Regions from separate parts of the Mus musculus genome. Here region 1 is linked to region 2. A link is a contact called in public Hi-C data. All regions are on one chromosome and are shown on one strand. The core of a region is the stretch at or near the end of the contact, and the rest is flanking DNA. Distances in the headings are between cores, read along the strand shown.

What was found. Hi-C and Micro-C count contacts between places; a contact is called where the count stands out from the background.
Region 1: a Hi-C map of the N1E-115 cell line shows a contact between it and region 2, with 4 times the contacts expected there. The contact joins two enhancer-like sites. A contact is called at or near these places in 10 of 484 Hi-C or Micro-C datasets (the N1E-115 cell line, cerebellar granule neurons, cerebellum and 4 more) and 2 of 115 datasets of contacts at active chromatin or transcription factors (large pre-B cells and neural progenitor cells).

What each region holds. Positions count from the first base shown.
Region 1 is chr15:72,354,215-72,357,881 of GRCm38.p6, reverse strand. No RefSeq gene overlaps it. Among named protein-coding and RNA genes, the nearest start is that of Gm23217, 100 kb to the right of the region's middle. Within about 2 kb of position 2,396, at least 1 of the 459 cell types and tissues checked has an H3K27ac peak or open chromatin away from gene starts, as enhancers often do. A contact at or near this core is called in the N1E-115 cell line, where this site is marked.
Region 2 is chr15:72,206,103-72,210,320 of GRCm38.p6, reverse strand. No RefSeq gene overlaps it. Among named protein-coding and RNA genes, the nearest start is that of Gm23217, 47 kb to the left of the region's middle. Within about 2 kb of position 2,135, at least 15 of the 459 cell types and tissues checked have an H3K27ac peak or open chromatin away from gene starts, as enhancers often do. A contact at or near this core is called in the N1E-115 cell line, where this site is marked.

The sequences.
Region 1 (3,667 bases), core at 1,147-3,646, 150 kb before region 2:
GTACATATCTTCACACACACCACACAAATACACACATATACATATACACACCCCACACATCTTTTCCCTTTGGAAAGACACTATTGTGTGTTAAAGATAACAGAGGTAAAGCAGTAGTTGCCTGTTCAGAAAAGAAGCTGTCACAATCCCCTCAATGAAATGCATTAAAATGAGCTGGGCCCTTGAGGAAGGAAGGAAGGAAGGAGAGCATTAGCCAGAATGCATACAGTGTATAGACAGCCGAACCTGATGGGACTTTTGAGGGAAAGAAAGTATTCCTTTTAAAGCCAGGAGAGGAGCTTCATTGAGGGTAAGAATGAGGGAGAGGGGAAGGGGGGAGGAGGAAAGGAAGGAAGAGAGGGAGGAGGAAGCAGGAGCACTGCCACAAGAAGGATGGCTGGATGGAGGGTGAGAAACCTCTTCAAGCAAATACCCTTGAGGAGTCTCAGACCCATCCGCAGAACAAAGGGAAGGTTTGGCTTTTTATAGCATTTTAGAACTAGAGGGAAAATTCACATCATGTGATTTAGTTCAACACAACGTACTTGACAAGGAGCACAGAGAAGCCAGGTATCATAAATTGAGAGCTGTCAAGCCACAGCACAGTCAGCTTCTTTTGCTTAAACTTTTATTTTTTGAGGTTATAATATAGGTAGAACATTTCTTCCTTCTCTTTCCTCCCACCAAGCCTTCCTGCGCACCCTCCTCACTTCCCTTCAAATGCATGGCCTCTTTGTTCACTAATTATTACGGCATGCATATATGTGTATACATATGTACTTCTTCAAAGAACATGTTCAGTCTGTAGGATGCTACCCACTATGTATGTTTTCAGGGATTATCATTTGGGACAGACAACTGATTGGTGAACTACCTAGGGAAAACTACCGCTCCTGCTGCCATCCATGTTGGCCCATTGGTTTGTCCTTATTCAGCTCCCCTTGGGGCAAACTGCTGTCCAGGAGAGAGTTTCAGGGAGGGGTGGACTGATGTAGGCTGTGAGACCAGGTCTAAAGATACAAGCCCAAGTTCTAATACTGTAGTTTCCCAATACAAACTGGAGGAGGTGGAACCTGATAGGAAGTGATCAGGCAAGGGGCTCCGCACTCACCAAAGGATTAATATTAGACATGAAGACCCTGAGGCTGGAGGTTTAATCTCTGAAGCACAGACTCACTCTCTCATTTTTATTTTACGTGTATGAGTGTTTTCATGCATGTCTGTGCACCCTTGTATGCCTGTTACTCATGGAGGGCAGAAGAAGTTGTCAGATCCCCAGGAACTGGAGTTACATGTGAGTGTAAGAGTGCTAGAATTTAAACCCAGGTCCTCTGGAAGAGCAGCTGCTGCTCTTAGCTGCTTAGCCATCTTTCCAGCTCAACCACAAGCTCTTTTGCCATTCTGGGTTCTACCATGGGATGATATAGAAGTAAAAGTCTCATAGATGAGCAGATGCCAGGACTGAGTCCTTAGACTTCCCAGCTTCCAGAACCACGAGCCAACTAAATCACTGAGATTTGTAACTTGGCTTGCAGTATTCTGTTACAGAAAGGTAATTCTACACTCATTTCATCTTCAAATGCATGGAAGACAGGCACTGACTCATGAAAGGACTCAGAGGTAAGACTATCTCAGGGAGGCAGTAGCCCATCCCAGGAGCCTGCCCTCCTCCATCTTTAGAATGATAAGATGGTCAATTATCTTTTCTTTGTAGACCTGCATTTGATTGTGAAAGTTCATGGCTGCTACTCATGGGCCCACAATAGAATTATTTCAGCAGAAGGATGCTTCATAGCTAATTGGCCCAGGTCAGGCATCTGAGCCAAGGTGTTTTGCTAGAGACAGGAGAGGAAAAAAAGATAGAAGGCCTGTATCCTGAGAGGTACCTCTGGGGACATTAAAATGGCTTTGAGAAGGAGCCTGTCACATCTGGTTGTTGTGATAATTAGATTAGGTAGCCTAGAGATGGAGACAAAGAGGGGCATCCAATGTATTCTGTTCAGGTCCTGGCAGGGCCCTGGAGGTGCCATTTGAAATAGCTTGCCTGCAGAGATGACCTCCAGAGAGTCACACTGGACACAGCCCAGAGTGAGAGAGGCATGTAGGCTCCAATGCCCTGGAATGTGTCATTGCAGCAGCATCCTGGCTCATGTCATGGATCTAATTGAGGGCTGGAACCTTCCCATAAGTGTCTTTGAAAATATAGGGTTTCTATTCCTGCCTCTGCAACTTCTGGAACAGCTAACATGGCTTTGGCCCTAGAGATTTTAAACAAATGTCTGGGAGGTTCTGATGTGTGTTTGGTTTAACAATCACTGGCTTCTTTGAACTTAAGCATCTGAGAGATCTAGAAACAAGGTAAGCAGAATAACTGGGAACATGTGATTCCACTGCACACTCGCTTTGTGTTGAACAGTTCACATAGGACACACACGCACACACACATACCACACATATACACACACACACACAACACACATACACACACATACACAACACATACACACACACACACAACACATACACACACACACGCGCCTTCTTAACATGTGGGCACATATTGCAGTCTTCTTTTCTGCCTTGGATTCTTTCATACGCTAATGCATAGATCTTTTGTACATGCAATCAGAGACCTTACTCTGCCCTAATTTCCTGCCTCCGAAGCATCATGAGATTGGGAAGGCTGTGTGGCAGTGAGCTCATGCATAGCATTAGTCCTTGTCTTCTTGTTGAAGGATTAAGAGGAAACAGAAAAAAAAAAAAAAAAAAAAGACAAAAAACAAAAAAAACCCCAAAAAAACAAAACCCTTGACTCACCAGTCTGAGAAACCCTGCTCATCTATCTGCAAAGTGGTGCAGGCAGAACTCCTGGCTGTAACTCTTAGGTCATGCCCCTGAATCCTTACACAATTCCACCCCTGCCGCCATGCCCTCTGTCTCAAGCCCACTGGTTGAAGGCAGATGGAATAAGTTGAATAACTATTAGGGCAGCAGTCACAACATATTCCTGATCATTAGGCTTCTCTTCTGTATTTCTCTCTGGTAAACAATCACACATGATACAAATATTGCCCCAGACATGCCTCTTCAGAGAGCTTTATCACATTCCTCTCTCTTCTCCAGAACTCCCTGGCACTTATTTGCCAAGCATTTACTTTCAAGTTCCTGCTTTCCTGTCAAACTTTTAGTCAATGTTAAGGAACCAGTACAAATCTATGCCTCTGATACTATGTGTGTGTGTGTAGATATATATATGAAAACGTAATAGTCAGAATCCATTGTTTCATGTACTTCATGCCTTGTGGGCATGTACCTCCATGGAGTTCATCATCTCATTGTGAATATGGTTGAGGTTGTTCATAATTTGGATATGTTCCAATCTTGTACTGCATCATCAATTAATTTTTTTCCTCTCTCAGTTAACTGGACACAGGAATTATGAGGCAGAGGGTGCTAGACAGAGAGAGAAGAGACTTGAGAGGGGGAGCAGGCTCTGGGAAGTAGCTTATGCAGCTTCAGATCATCCTGTCCCAGCCTTTGGCATCTCATTTCCAGATGATGATGGATTAGTTCCACACCTACAGACCACGTCTGTCATTTGCAGATCAGACACTATCCAGTTTTGTACGGACACCTCGGTGGTTTAGTAACTTGATGGATTATGATC
Region 2 (4,218 bases), core at 886-3,385:
AGATGTGTACGGAGGGCTATGCATCAGAAGAGGTTGGAAGGGACATGGAAGAGACCCTTGGGGAATCCAAATGGTGATTCAAACTACATCTTTTCTACTAAGCCTGAAAGTCAACAGTTGTATGTCCCCTTGAGGCATATATAACTTATTTTAAGTGCTGCCTGTATCTGTGACCAAGTGTGATGCTTTAGAAGGGAAAGGGGCTTACCAGGAATACTGTTCCTCTTTCACACCATTAGAAGGATCGGAGTCTGCTTTCCACTAGTACGTGAGGTCAAGTCTGCAGGCCATTGCCTCTTTGGCACAGCCAGCTCACCAGAAAGATGGGCAGCGAGTATCATCAGGGAGTGTTTGCACTGATTAATTCACCAGCATCAGGAGCTGGCAGCTTGAAAAGATGATTTCAAAAGCCTCTAGGGATGGCTGCTTTGTAGGGGATGCTCACATTAGCTAATCACATGGAAGAGGGTATGTGCACTAAATGTCTCCTTATTACATTTCAGGGAGAAGCAGGTGGCTGCTGGGTTGTTCATACCATGGTCTCCCATGACCAGTCCTGTCAGAAACTGCAGCAATACCTGCATGGAAGAAATCCATGGAAGTTCAAGTCCTAACTCCAGAAAAGAGTGAGTTTTATACAGGAAATATTGACATTCGCAAGTGTTTGTTAAGGTGCGATTTGTGAGAGAACCCAGAAGCAAGGAAAATGAGCTTCAGTGAGGGAGTCAGAGACACAGCCAGTTGCATCTACAAATAATGAACCATCATGCGCTGATTTTAAATTATTAGACAGACACACACACACACACACACACACACACACACACACACATATACTCTGAGACAGGCAGGCAGGCAGGCAGACAGACAGACACGTACACACACACATACACATACACACACACACACACACACAGAGTGAGAGACAGAGAGACAGAAAAAGACAGAGAGAAAGACACCAAGAGAGGGAAAGAGACTGTGAGAGAGATGTATACCAGAGAGGGAGAGAAAGGGAGAGAAAGGGAGGGGAGAGCAGACTGTAGGAAAATGTAAGATTTTAACATTTAGCTCATGGTGATAGTTGGCATTTGAGTTTCCCATTTATTTCATAAACACATCGTGTTTTCATGCTCACATATGCGCGCACCACGTGGGAAGGGCTGCCGTGAGATCTGAGACAGCAGTGCCTGAAAAAGACTTTTCGAGTCAGACAGGATAGAAGCAAGACGATTGCTTGCTCTTGGGTCTTGGGTCATATATATATATATATATATATAACCATATATATATGGTTTTTTTTAAAGAAGAAGTTTACTTTTCAGTACAGGTCATTCAAAATGAAGACTAATCAGCTACTGCACCCTGCGTTAAAGCACAGACCATCTCCATCGTTAGTGTCCAGAGAGGAACTGGTATTGTGAGGATGTGGCTAATGGGACTCTTGCTCTTGCATACAGGGCCCCCTATAGGTGTAAGGTTTTGATTTAGGACACAGGAAGTTAAGTAGAGAGATAATGTTGGCCTGGCCTCAGGGTATGTGCTATTTATTGGTGTTCCTGAGGAAGAGGGCAGCCCACTGGGCATACTGGCCTTCAATTTCCCTACCCAGCTTTTTCCTTGCCTCAGTGGCTGTAGTAGGGAAGACACTTTCCTTCAGATACACATGGGTACCTCTACTCCTTGTGTGTTCCCTTCCTCTTCTCTTTACTCTTGGGACCAACTCTGCAGTCATCTCAGTTTTGCTTTGTTACCACATGCAAAGCACAGGCACCCACCAATATGGTATTACCTCTGCACCCCTGCAACCAAGGCACACCCTATTCAAGTTTTCAGTACATAATTGCTGGTACTTTTCGGCCCAGGCCCCACTGCTGTTTTCCCTTGCACTTTGGTAATCTCTTCAAAGCCAGGTTTAAACCCAAGCTCTATGGAGTCTTCTCAGTTGATGATTTGGGGTGAGTCACTCTTCACTCTGGGCCTCTGCCAAATTTCCAATTTCCTCAACTTGGAGGGGAGGGCACTTTGTGCTTCATCTTTACCCAGATGAACAAATGATCTCTCCACCCCCAGCTCAGCCACGCTATGGCCTCATTGATTGGTCTTGTCCACCCTCAGCCCAGGCAGGGAGGTGGCAGGCAGCGATGACTCATCACAAGAGGGGACTTGTAATGAGCTCCTTTGCTGGACGTCACTCCAGCCCTGTTGCTATGCACTGGAGAAATTCACCAGGATGACATCTGACACCTAAAGGAATTGTTACGATTTTGGTTTTCTGTTAACAACCTGTATTTTGCTAATTATGGATGTTATTGTCCTATGTTAAACCAACACAAGGTATGAAGATGCATGATCTCTAATTCCTCCACCAATGCTCTGAAGGCATTCATGTGACTGCCTTTCAAGGACCAGGATATTGCAGATTAGAAAGTTGGCAGAGAGCCGTGTTGCTTTCTGTGGTCTGTACTGTCACCGGAGACTATGCTAAGGTCCGTGGTATGTGCTGATACTGGAGACCATGTGCAAGTCTTCGATCTGTGTTTCCATTTATGGTAAAGGGCAAGGAAGTTACTTTTACCATGGTACTGATGACTGTAGACTCAGGTAAAAGAAGGCCTATATGACAACTCCATACACTCTCAAAGGTAACAGCCTAAACAGAAAGCAATCAAAAAGAACTTTTTGTGATTAAGATGCTAAAGTGAGGCTCTTCACAATTAATGACTCTGGTATGGGGTGTGTGGGGAAGGAAATGGTTTTCTTTAAGACTCTGGCCACTGGGAGTTTGATCAGGCCCCGTGAGTATCTGACAATATAAATTGGATTTCTTTTTTCCTTCTTTCTTGGGGGTGGAGGGTGTCACAGGGGTAGAGGGGCAACAGACTGGGATATGGATATGATGGGATGCATGATGAGAAATTCTCAATAATCTATAAAAATATTATAAAAAGAGAGAGTAGAGATTTGTGGATGTGCCTCAGCACAGCCTACACAGCAAAGCAGGTGATTGCTGTTAAAGTAAGAGTGAGCCAGAAAGCCCACTGAGTCGCGTTATTGCTTTCCAAGTGAAAATGAACCTAAGATTTAGAGAAAGGGAGCAACAAGTCCAATCTCAAGGTGAGACAGCAGGGTGAGGATTCGGTCTTCCAGCTCACTCCAGAGACAAAGTGCAGTATAGAGTCTCCTGCTAGGGTCTTCATTTTCTCTCCAGAAATATGTGCTCAGGGTCCCCAAGAAGCTAGCCCCTCTGTGTTTAGCATTCACAGTCACAGGAATCCCAGGGGAAATCTGACTCAACATTTTGATGCAGACAAGATCACACTTCTCCAAAGTCCCCTGCAATCTAAGCTGGGGAACCAGTAGAGAAGAGATCGTAGGTCTAGATCGAGCTGGTGAGAAGGGTCTGCCTTTTCACGCTTTATTATTATTATTATTATTATTATTATTATTTTAAGCATGACATTTTCAGTCAGCCTATGAGTTTTGACCAATTTCCTTTTTCTCATTGGACACCAGTTAGAGTTACTTTCTATCCTCAGTAATTCCAGCCTGACCCTGGTGTGAGACTTGCATATTCAGAGACTTGCAGGATACAGGAGGTGAATATCTGAAGCATATCATGAGTATATCAGCCAGACTTGTAATTTCCATGGACTGACTGTAGACTCAGCAAGCAGCAGGTGTCTAGGTTCTGCAGCAAGATCAGTCTTGACAACAGTGCTGGCTTCTCATTCAGGTTCAAAGCTTCCTTATTTGGAAGGCCACAAGACAGAAGTATGATTGGCACCAGTGTGAATGTAGAAAAGATGGAAAGCCCAAGGCAGAGCACGCAGCAAGCCCACTGTCATGGTGGCTCTGGCTGACGTTGCTCTAGTGATTTCACTGTTCAACCTCAGAAGGATGTTTAAAGCTTGGTTATAAAAAAAATCTCAGGTGGACGCTGGGGTCATCTGTTTGATGGGTGGCTGAGTCACTCTGCTGAAGAGCACAGCGGAGGGCGGGTTCTGATGGACTATAAAACCTGTGAGTGGGAAGAGACGTGGGCTGGTTTTGTTTTTCTAAATTGCGCTGTTTCCACCAAGTTCTGTTTCCATGAATCCGAAGAGGCTTTTTCAGAGCCGGGCTTGGAGGCAGCTGCAGAACCAAGCAGCCATCTCTTTCTGGCCACACAGTGCCCTCTGGTGGCCGAGAGCCTGTGCATTGGCGGCTCCTGCATAGAGG